Linked DNA regions of Hordeum vulgare: region 2 is linked to region 1. Evidence: chromatin contacts called from public Hi-C data. All regions are on one chromosome and are shown on one strand. Each heading gives the region's core, a stretch centred on a gene start, on an enhancer-like site or on the middle of the called end of the contact. The rest is flanking DNA. Distances are from core to core; before and after follow the strand shown. Region 1 has its middle 29 kb from the start of LOC123410416. Region 2 holds the start of LOC123410425 (auxin-responsive protein SAUR32-like).

What was found. A called contact is a pair of places that touch in the nucleus more often than the background predicts.
Region 2: a contact with region 1 is called in a Hi-C map of leaf, with 4 times the contacts expected there. The contact joins the promoter of LOC123410425 here to the enhancer-like site in region 1. A contact is called at or near these places in 3 of 6 Hi-C or Micro-C datasets (leaf and seedling) and 1 of 1 datasets of contacts at active chromatin or transcription factors (embryo).

What each region holds. Positions count from the first base shown.
Region 1 is chr1H:332,115,431-332,118,130 of MorexV3_pseudomolecules_assembly, forward strand. No RefSeq gene overlaps it. Among protein-coding and RNA genes, the nearest start is that of LOC123410416, 29 kb to the left of the region's middle. Within about 2 kb of position 1,376, at least 2 of the 3 cell types and tissues checked have open chromatin away from gene starts, as enhancers often do. A contact at or near this core is called in leaf and seedling, where this site is marked.
Region 2 is chr1H:332,375,794-332,378,493 of MorexV3_pseudomolecules_assembly, forward strand. It overlaps LOC123410425 (auxin-responsive protein SAUR32-like), which reads left to right and starts at 1,282. Exons shown (of 1, transcript XM_045103370.1): 1 at 1,282-2,160. The coding sequence starts at 1,530. The coding sequence ends at 1,892.

The DNA of each region.
Region 1 (2,700 bases), core at 126-2,625:
AAATTTTGGCTCTATGTCCATATTTTCTGTAATAACTTTGGCACTCTCAATATTAGAATAGAAGCCTTCATCTTTGTACTTCTCAAAATATGAAATGACTCCTTCAATGTGTTCAGAGTAGCATCGATGCACACAATTTTTTCCTGTAACTTTTTGCTCACCATATTGGCAGAAAATAGAATATCATGCCAAATAACCATACCAACTAAAGTCTCTAATTTCCCAAGTGCATTGAACAAAGATTGAGCATCACTTACTGCAGCTGGACTTCTGTTTCGACAGCATTGGAACACCTAAGGTTGCAATTTCCAAAGAATTATTAGCTCAACTGATCAAAAGAATTAGGGCACTAGGCCAATATCAGATGATAGATCATACCTTTATGCTGAAACCATGAGTAAAGCAGAGGAGCGCGAATAGGCTATCCAAGGGCAAGGATCCAGCCTGGGTGATCTGCCGATCTCCACTGCAGTCCTCGGGCGCGGCGCACAGGCACAGGGGCTTCAAGGGCGGCGAAGGCAGGAGGCCGAGGCGTCGAAACAACCAGGCGTAAGGCGTTTCTGCCTTTCTGGCTTCTGGGTGGCTGGACGATTGATCGGTGGATCAATCGTGTAGGTACAAGCAGCGCGTACAAGTCTCCCGATCACGATCAGGACTTGATCTTTAGGCTTCAAGCCTTTAGTTTTTTTTTTCAACCCATATAGCAGCACGTATACTTATACATATGTAATGATGGCCTCCCCCAAAACATGGGCCCTTGGACGTCGCCCATGTTCGCCTAGGGCCAGAGCCGGCCCTGCTATGCAGTATCCTCCGCGCGATGTGCGCTCTTTCCCTATGGAAAACATGCTAGCCCACATGGGATAAGAGCATCTCCAACCGTCCGTATGTTCAATCGGTGGTATAAGTGTTCACATCATCAACCAACAACACATCTTACAAGCTCTTCAATAGAGTGTATGTTAACTGTATGTAAAATAACTAAGTGGGTCCATTAAATGTTGAAGAAATAATCATATTTGCTTCGGAGCTTGTGCATGAACCGTTGCTTTAAGTTCATACAGTTTCATTCTCTCTCTTCTTTTGTTATGTGACATGTCATCAAGCGACAATTTTACCAACGATGATCATACGACCATTGAAGATGGTCTAACAGAACAGAAGCAGGCGTCATGCGCTCTTTCCCTCTACAAACATGCTAGAAGCTTGCGCAAGCATGGCGTGCTGTGTCGTGTGCGCATCGCCAGACGTACGTACGCCCATGAGTACGTGAGTAACCAACCGGCACGCTTGCGTCGGCCGCGCGCTGCTGCCTGGCAAGCCTTCGCCCGATCCCGCGCGCCGCCCCTTCCCGGTTCCCACGCGACGCCAAGGACAACCGACCCATAGAGAGTTAAATGCGCCGTCGTAGACTCGTAGTGCTAGTAGTAGTCCCCTGCACTCCTCCCACATCCGGCATGCACACGCACGACACGCACGAGACGTGTCGAGACCTTGCCTAGCAGCTACAGCGGCCAGCGCGTGGCCTGGCGCGGGCGGAGGGAACCGGTCGACCGATCCTGCCGCGACCGCGGCTCCGTTGCACCAACCGACCGCACTGGCTCCGCGTCCAGCGGGCGGGCGCGCCGGAGCCGAAGAGTTTTACACGCGCCGCAAGCTAGCTAGCGATCGAGCTGTATCCATCCGTGATCCGTCGATATGGTGGCAGTACATGTCATGGAGACGATGGGTTCGATTCCTTCCAGATAGACGGGCCGTGTGTTGTGTTCCATGTGGGGGGCGGACCGTGGTGCCCCCCCAGCTTTGACGGGGAGACGCGCCGTGTGGCGCGGTCCAGCTACGTACGTATACCTCAGCAGCTGCTTTCCATAAAAAAAAGCTACGTACCTCACCGGTGCTCCGGTGGGATCGACGCGGTCAGGTCCAGATTTTCTGACCGTTCCGTGGCGCCGGACGGTCCTGCATATGCCATTTTCTCTCTATAAAATGGTGGGAATTGTCAACCCATGGTGCGCCACATGTGTCGTCGTGGGCTAGTGGAAACGTAATCATCAGCTTTATTTTCCGCTCAACTCAACTAGTTGATCAAGTTGACCAAATCGAGAGGAGAGGAGAGTCGCGACCCGGCCCTTCCGCTTCTCGTACTGACCATACGTGGAATATCGCCAATAAATTCATGAGGACATGAAATTTGACTATACTCAATCCAAATAGGGGGCTGTGGGTCCAGCACCTAACCCCCTTGCCACGTCTGACAGCTCCGGCGCATTCGATCTCAGGTAGCCTGCTTGTTGGCGACGGCACTCATCCATCACTTTGATGAGTTTGCCGTGGTGTATATAAATGCAATCTCTTGTTTAATTGTTTTCTGTGGAAGACAGAGAGGGATATATCATGACCATTCACAATGTATTGCCAGAGAAGATCAGAATCTAAACTAGGACCCTCCAAAACTGGTGCCCGGTAATGCGTGAAGGCAAAAAGAATACAAGCCTTTATCGTGGTGCGCATTCCACGACACTGGGCAAATCTATCATGTGGTGCTCTCTCAACCCTTGGCACGGAAAAAATCTCGCGGAGCTCCCACAGAATCTAGACCCATCCTTAGCCGTGAGACTCTTCCGAGAGGCCCCCGGTACGTCCGTGCAAGCCAGGTGGTGAACGATCGCCGTGGAAGAAGACGAGCGAAGCGTCCCGTGG
Region 2 (2,700 bases), core at 32-2,531, 260 kb after region 1:
TTTATGTTTCCCGATCGAGCGCACAGCGGTAATCACGGGGCTATGAAGGAAACGGTTTACCTTGCACTAAGATACGCGATGGGTCCACGGGGTGCGCGAGGCCCTCTGGTTGAAGAAGAGGCCTCCGGTTGAAGAAGAGGCCGGGGTCGCATCGTTGTTGAAGTAGAGGTGCGCATGTGTCGACGATGGCGATGGACGACGTAACCTGATCTTAGATTAAAATATTAAAAAAAACACCAATCAAGCGACCAGTGAAAGAGAGAAAACCCGGATTAAGAGATCGGGAAAAATAGTATTTAGAGCAGCCGGTCAACACGACTGGCGGACGAACCCTAGGTACGGCAACGTGGACCCATCGCGTATCTTAGTGCAAGGTAAACTGTTTCCTTCATAGCCCCGTGATTACCGCTGTGCGCTCGATCAGGAAACATAGATGCCACGGCCGGCACCATTTGCCTTCACCGCCGTCGGGTTGTTATGGTTTTGTTTGAGATCGTGTTTATTATAAATATTATTATTAATACTATTCTAGAGACCGGGGGCAGCAATAAGAGCGTAAGATACATGAGAATTCAGAGCGGACTTTTGTCATACAATACATACGCAAGTGTCTGAATCCGGTACAGCTGGTGACGCCTGCATAGAATATTTCCGGTCAACTTGCAAACTTTGCGAGCGAGCGAGCGAACGAACGAATACCTCAGCGTCTCGGCCAAAGAATCCGGCCGAACCGTTATATGCCAGAGAAGAATATCCTTCTCCGTTATTATCCACCTCGAACGAACCCGTCGATTGGATCCCAAGCATACATACGGCCACCTCCTCTTCCTCTTCCTCCCCGTAGCCAAGTCAACCCCAAACCGAGAGAGAGAAACCAAATAGTACACGCGAGAAAACAATAACAAACCGAGAGATCTCAAAAAAAAAAATGATATCGAGAGTCCCAAGACCGAGCCAAGCAAATCGTAACCGCCAGGCCTGCATCCTCATCTGAACCCAGACCGGCCGCCCCTGGCCGCAACCGCAACCGCAACCGCAACCACGCGCACCCCCGGCCTGACCTGACCTGACCACCCTCCCCTTCCTTCCTTCCTTCCTTCTGCCCAAAGAAACACCGCCCACGCGAGGTCGGTCGCGTCTCCACGGGTCCGGGCTCGCTCGGGTAACGGAGACGGGACGGGCACGGGAAGGGAACGGCCAGCGCGTGCCAGGTTACCAACCCCGCACCGCGCCGCGCCGGGGGCTCCTGGCCTGGGCCGCTATAAAAGGGGGGCTCCCTCGCCTCCCAAACCTCCCCCTCTTCTTCCTCGCCAACAACGACCATCACCACAGCAAAACAAGGGAAACCAACCATGTCCAACGTGCCCACCTCCCTCCGCGACTCCTCCCTCACCGTCTTCCGCCTCGCCATCTCCAGCTCCGACCCCTGGCCCTTCTCTTCCTAACCCTCTCGAGTTCGACCGATCTCCCTCTCCCCTCCTCCTTCTTCACCAGAAGCCCTCGTCCGGTCCTCGCCTCCGATCGATCCGATGCACCTCAGGCAGCAGCAGCAGCACCACAGGGCGGAGATGGTGGCGCCCAAGGGGTGCGTGACGGTGCGCGTGGGGGCCGAGGGGGAGGAGCAGCGCCGCTTCGCCGTGCCGCTCGACCACCTCAAGCACCCGCTCTTCGGGGCCCTCCTCGACGAGGCCGAGCGCGAGTACGGCTTCAGGCACCAGGGCGCCATCGCCATCCCCTGCCGCGTCGACCGCTTCGTCCACGTCGAGCAACTCATCGACCGCGACCTCGGCGTGCAGGGCCACCAGCTCGTCGACCTCGACTGCGGCGCCACCACCGCCCACTCCCACGGCCACCTCCACCTGCCGCGCTTCGTCGGCTGCTTCCGCGCCTGACCCGTGGATCCATCGAGGGGTTCGCTTCTTCTTGCTGTTTCTTTAGGGTTGGTTGGTTGAGTAGTTCTCTCCCGTATGCTAGGTGCTAGCTGGCTGGTTTGTTTCGCCCCTCCGCTCTCCATCTTCAATTCGGTGTTGGGTTGTTATGGCTGTTCTCGATTGGTTTGGTTTGTGCTGGGAGAATCGGCCGGAGGACGAATTCGATGTTGATGACGACGACAAATTATGATCCAAGTGTAAAGAGATAATATAATTGTTACTAGCTTAATTCTGTCTCTTCTTTTTTCCCTTTTGTCATGTCAATTTGATGCTCTCCGCAGAAAAAGTGAGGGAATATATTGTTGCTTGTCTACGCGATTTCATCAAACATCTATACGCCCCAGTCTTTTGACGGGAAATTACAAAGGAAATTGTCAATAAATGCATCTGAAAAAGTAGATGGAAAGCATACTTTGTCTTAAGTAGTAATGTCTCGCACCAATAAATACGTGTCAGACGGCACAATTCACAACACAAATTGATATGCATACGAGGTGGAGAATGATAGGATGCCAAGTTTCCACATATATTCCCTTCTCCACCTTGGTGAGCATATCCAAGTTATATTCCGGGTTCGTTTCTATTCCTAATTGAGTACTGTAGTTCTTCATCATCAGTAGGAGTATTATCTTCGATTCAGATTTATGTACTAATTCTATTCCTAATTGAGTAGTTCTTCATTTTTAGTAGGAGTATGATCCTAGATTCAGATTTAGGTACCAAAATTAGTCAGCTATTTTTGTCATCTCAGAAGGACGGACCTCTCCTA